Linked DNA regions of Canis lupus: region 1 is linked to region 2. A link is a contact called in public Hi-C data. All regions are on one chromosome and are shown on one strand. The core of a region is the stretch at or near the end of the contact, and the rest is flanking DNA. Distances in the headings are between cores, read along the strand shown.

Evidence for each region. Hi-C and Micro-C count contacts between places; a contact is called where the count stands out from the background.
Region 1: a contact with region 2 is called in a Hi-C map of blood, with 2.1 times the contacts expected there. The contact joins the promoter of SEL1L here to the promoter of GTF2A1 in region 2. A contact is called at or near these places in 2 of 9 Hi-C or Micro-C datasets (both in blood).

Annotation. Positions count from the first base shown.
Region 1 is chr8:54,130,776-54,133,475 of UU_Cfam_GSD_1.0, reverse strand. SEL1L (protein sel-1 homolog 1) reads left to right here and starts at 1,317. Exons shown (of 22, transcript XM_038545485.1): 1 at 1,317-1,504. The coding sequence starts at 1,435. It overlaps MIR8884 (microRNA mir-8884), which reads left to right and starts at 1,901; the gene lies at 1,901-2,029. It overlaps LOC102153790 (a long non-coding RNA gene), which reads right to left and starts at 1,119. Exons shown (of 3, transcript XR_005362907.1): 1 at 928-1,119; 2 at 560-783.
Region 2 is chr8:53,873,657-53,876,356 of UU_Cfam_GSD_1.0, reverse strand. GTF2A1 (transcription initiation factor IIA subunit 1) reads left to right here and starts at 1,310. Exons shown (of 9, transcript XM_038545483.1): 1 at 1,310-1,545. The coding sequence starts at 1,516.

The sequences.
Region 1 (2,700 bases), core at 68-2,567, 260 kb before region 2:
ACAGATGTGGGACTCGATCTGTGGGACTCCAGGATCAAGCCCTGGGCAGAAGGCAGGCTCTAAACCGCTGAGCCACTCAGGCGTCCCGGGTCTTTTTTGATTTTTTTTTCTAAGCAGTTTTTTATCCTTGTCCTTTTTTGGAAAAGAGGACTTTCTAGCAAAGAAGATGGAAGAAAATGCCTGGAGGTTAGATTATGTGGGCAGTGTGGACTTTTCCAGAACCCTGACCTCAAACTGAGCTGAGGATTGAATTCAACTCAGTTCCAGAAATGAGCTGAGGGTGGGTGGACGCTAGGGGAAACAGAATGGCACAATTTGATGAAGGGGCAGGAACATGAAGCCACTTCCCTGCTACCCAGTGGGAGCATGCCTGGGGTTGGTACTTAATACACAGGACCTTTTCCTTCTCTGCAATGCAATCACCATCACCTCTACCTCCAAATACATCAATCCAGCATTCCTAAAGTCAGTCATAGAGAAAGAGAACAGTGTAACTTAGAAAAAGAGAGGGATGTTTCAAAGTGTTTTTGCAAAGGCACGTTTCCCAGCAGATTATTACCTGGTGGCCCTGCCTAAAAACGAATACTAGCATTGAGATGATCTGCCCTGGATGGGGTTTCTTTCCTTTTGCTTTGTCAGGAAAAGAAAAAGGGAGAGCGAGTTCCACTCCGGTTTCCACGAATATGGCCCTGTTCCATCTAAGTTCCAAAAAAATACTTGGAACGCAGTCCAGCTGTTGTATTTTCCCTCCATGCTGATATCACTGTGTTCAATTCAAATTTTCTAAATAAAACAAAGAGCGAGAAAGAGCTTTAACACATTACAAACTCTTAAATGTGTGTTCTTCGATACATATTTTGGCTCCATAAAAGGGGGAGGAGGGACGCGGGTTCGTAGCCTTGACTTAACGTCCAGCCCAGGTGTTACCTAAGTTCTCTTAACTTCAACAGCCACCTGCACATTTAAATCTTGCTCCACAGCGAACTACGTTTCCCGAGAGCACACGTCGAAAGAGGCCCTTGAAGTGCATGCTGGGAACTGTAGTCCGGAGGTGACTTTCTTGTCTTCCCGGCCCTGGACTCACGCCCCGATTCCGGGACGGTCGAACCCAGGATCTACCAATTAGCTGGGGCCATGTCGGTGAGGCCGTGGTCCAATCGGGAAAGCCGGTGTGGGAACCTCGCAAAGCGATTGGTCAATGCTTGACCCCGGGGGCGGGGCAACGAAGTGGGCGGGAAGACTGCGGCGATTGGGCACAGCGCCCGGGGCGGCGGGCGGGGATTGGCTCCGCACTAGGGCAGGGAGGCCTGGGAAGGGGCGGAGGAAGGCGACCAGAGCAGGAAGAGCAGCGGCGAGGCGGCGGCGGTGCCTGAGTCGGTGGTGGCAGAGGCGAAGGCGACAGCTCCAAGGGGTGGCAGCGGCCGCGCGAGCAGGATGCGGGTCCGAGTTGGGCTGACGCTGCTGCTCTGTGCGGTGCTGCTGGGCTCGGCCTCGGCGTCCTCGGGTCAGTATCCGCCCCCTCGGACTGGAGAGGCCGGGAGCCACCGCCCCCCCCCCCCGCCCCGCCCGGCCTCCATCCCGGGGCAGGGCCGCGGGGGCTCGGGCTGGAGACTCACTCTCTCTGGTCACACCTCGCACTGGCCCGTCAGTCGCTGTCGTCCCTCGGGCTTTGGCTGGCCTGGGCGAGAGGGGGTGTTGAGGGAGCTAGAGAGGGGCGGCAGGGAAGGGCGGCCACCCCGCCCACACCTCTCCTCTCTTAACAAACTTTACGCGACTCCCCGCGAATGGGGACCGGACTCTGGGAACGAATCCCGACAGCTGGCCGAGATCCACAGGGACACCCAAGCCGTGCTGGAACTTCCTCAACTCTCGGACCGCTTCTGTGCTTGGGATTTGTAAGTGAACTGATGGACACACCTGGGGTCATCCCTGAGCGGAGCCAGGTCCATCAAAACCAGGATGTTGACAGTGGTTTGATGGATTTGCTTAGCACCCGAGGTGGCCCCTTGCCTCTTTGTTTAAAAAAATGAAGACTTCTGATGTGATTGTGTCCACTCTCTACCCCCTTTTGAGCAAATATCCCCGAGGAAGTGGTGTTTATCGCTGTCACGGGGTTTCTGAGTTGCCCCATGCTTGTTGACAGAAACTTTGTGATTTTTTTTTTTTTTTGAGAAAATCTGGGTCCGTATACATTCTTAAAATGGATAGCAGCTGATTTTCTCTTTTTTTTTTCTTTTTCTTTTTTTTTTTTTTTTTTTTTTTGGTATATGCGTGTGCTTTTGAATTGATTTTCCCAGGTAGATTAATACTATGGTTCTGAAATGTATTTTTTTCCTTTTTTAAGAGTTCAGTCTGCCGACCTCTGAAAACTTCTATTTTGAAAGTGTTGATAAAAAAAAAAAAATTTAAAAAAGCACTTAGTGTTTTTAAGTGTTGGTAAAGAAACAATTAGTACAATAAAGCTTTTGAATTTTAATCAGTTTGGTTAACAAGACAGCTGTTCTGTGGCTTTAAATTTTTTTGGAACAAGGCAGGGTATAAATGTCAACTCCTTTTTTTTTTTTTTTTTTTTTTTTTTCCCTTCAACAGAAAATTTCCCAGATGGTTATTTGAATCCCCAAATTATCTGTCCTAGTTGTAAGTCAATGCTATAACGTCATTCTGTTTCTAAAATAAGAGGTCTAAACCTAAAATTCTATC
Region 2 (2,700 bases), core at 61-2,560:
GGCGGGAGTCGGGAGCAGCGCAGGTCCGGCGCCTCCTGGTTCACACTCCGACACGTGGGCTTCCTCTGCTCGCTCCGGCGGCGAGAGGCCGCGAGACGGGGCGGCCCCACCGAGGTATTTCCTGTCAGTCCCAGGCGCGGGCCATGCGGTCACAGGATTTCGGCAGTTTTTAAAAATCGAGGGGGGACGTTATCGTGCTGTCATAATCCGGTGATATGCAGGTCGGTTTTTTTTTTTTTTTTCTTTTTTTCCTTTCGGCATTTCCACCACGGAAGTACTAGCACGCTAGTAAGGGGCCGAACCTCGGGGAAACTTAAGCCCAGGGCCTTTTAGCTGTACCGGTGGAAACGACTCAGCCGGTTCAGGGGTCATTAATTCTGAAATGTGTTAGCAGCGGGCTCAAAGCAGCTCTCCCCCTTTAGGAACACGTACACGATCTTGCCGGCGAAGGGCCCGGCCTTCGCGACGCGAGAGGAACCGACGCCTCTGAGCGCCGAGTCCACGACGAGCTCACGCCCCGAGATGACTCCGCATTTAAACTCTGCCCGGAGTCCGAGCGCTCCGGGGGCCGGAAGCGGGGCCACGTGACCGGTCCGCCTCCGCAGCCATTGCTAACGAGGCAGCCGCCAGCGCCCCTTCTGTATTTCCTCGCTTCTCCAAGCGCAGGGAGACGCAGAAACACCTGACAAGAGTTGGCTGCCAGGTAGCTTTGGACTTGAGGGTCAACACCACTCATGCTATGTCCAGCGATACTTTGCAAGCCCCTCAGCCTAAAACAGCTGTGGGGCACTTCCGCCTGGGTGGCAACCAGGTGATCACGCGAGACTTGGGGAGCCGGCCGGACGACTCGACTACCCCAGTCCCCGCGCTCCGCCAGCCCAGCACCCTCCGCTGCGCGTGACGACGCGGCCCACGGCGGCCTCCGCCCCGGCGCGCCTGCGCACGCGGCTCTCGCGGTGTCTCGCGCTCAGCCCCGCCCACCTCTGCCCCCGCCCTTTCCGCCCCTCCCTCCCCCTCCGCCCTGTCTCTCGGCGGCAGCGGCGGCGGCGGCGGCTCGCGCAGCTCGTTGGCTCACTATATAAAGGGGAGAAGCGGGCGGACCGGACGGCTGGAGCTGCAGCCGGTGGCGGCAGCGGCGGCGCGGGGAGCGGCGACCGGTGGTGGTTTCCCTCCTTGGCGCGGGGTGGGGAGCGGGCAACGCCCCCCCGGACCCCAGAAGGGTCGTGGCTTTTTTTTTTTTTTTTTTTTTTTTTTTTTTTTTTTTTTAAGGGCGATTCTCGAGGTTTTTAGCTCGGGGAGGACTGCCCCCCTCCTCCTCTTCCTCCTCCTCCTCCTCTCACCGCTCCCCTTCTACTCTTTCAGGATTCGATTTTGTTTGAAATTTTTACCCCCAATCTTGCGGTGGCTTGGGCCACCCTCCGGGTGTTTTGGTTTTCTTTTTTTTCTTTTTGGTTTTTTGTTTTTAATCTTGTTTTCTCGGGGTTGCCCCCCCTCTTGTTTGTGTTGTGTGTGGAAATGGCGAACTCGGCAAATACAAACACCGTGGTAAGGACGTGGTTTGGTGGCCGGCGGGGGCTTCGTCCGGGCGGCAGCAACGGCCGGACCGGGCGGGGGCGGGGACGGCGGCGACTCCCGGCCTCTACTCTCCTCAGCCGCCCGCGCGGCCGCCGCCGCCGCCGCCGCCGCCGCTTCCCGCCTCGGGCGGAGCGGGCCGGGGCGGCGGGCGCGGGGGGGGCGGGGGGAGGGCGCCTCGGGCTGGCGGCGGCGGCGGCGGCGGCGGCGGCGGCGGGAGGAGGGCGGGGGCGCCGGCGGGGCCTGGGGCCGCCGCGGGGCGGTCGGGGCCGCGCAGGCCGTTGGGCCGGGGCGAGCGCGCGGCTCCGGCCGCAGACCCCGGCCGCCGGGAGGGCGGGCGGGCGGGCGTGAAGCCTCCGCTTCCCCCCCTGCGCCCCCCCCGGGGGCCCGGCCGCGCCGGCTCGACACGGGCGCCCCGAGCAGCCTCCACAGACAAAACCCGCGTCTGGGGAATCGGGCGAGTCCCCAGGACCCGCCGTGTGGCCCACTTCAGTGCAGTGGAAGGCGAACGGCTACTTTGGGGGTTACTTGGGATGTTTCTGGCGGTTGTGCTTATTAGGGGGAGCCTTCACTGAGGCCATTTTATATTTCTTAAAAAAAAAAAAAAAAAGGAAAAAGGAAAGAAAAGGACGAAGGTTGAAAAGCACTTATCTCGGTTCCTTCCGAATCGGTAAAATGGCGAAGGGGAAGCAACACCCCCCCCCCCCATCGTATCTTCCACTAGCAAAAGCACCAAAGCAAACAAACAAACAAACAAACAAACAAAAAAGCCTACAGTGGTCCCAGCGCCCCTGCTTTCGCCTTGAAATTTGCCTACGTCTCCCCCCCGCCCCCCCCCCGTTTGTCCCTTTTTGGTTACTTGCGATCACGTAGGTTTGCAAAAAGCAGTCACATAAAAACAACCTTGTCCGTCACCAACGCCAATGCGATCACTAGTCCACCCCACTCTTATTTTTATTCTGACCGTAAAAACACGTTTTTGTTTTTGTTTTTTTGTTGTTTTTTTGTTTTGTTTTTTTTCCCGGTCCCAAACGCCGCAGACGAGCCCGCGGCCGCCCGACTCCGTACCGTTGGCGACTCGGGTCGATCCATCATGGCTGCGGCCGCTTACCCTGCTTTTGAGTCCCT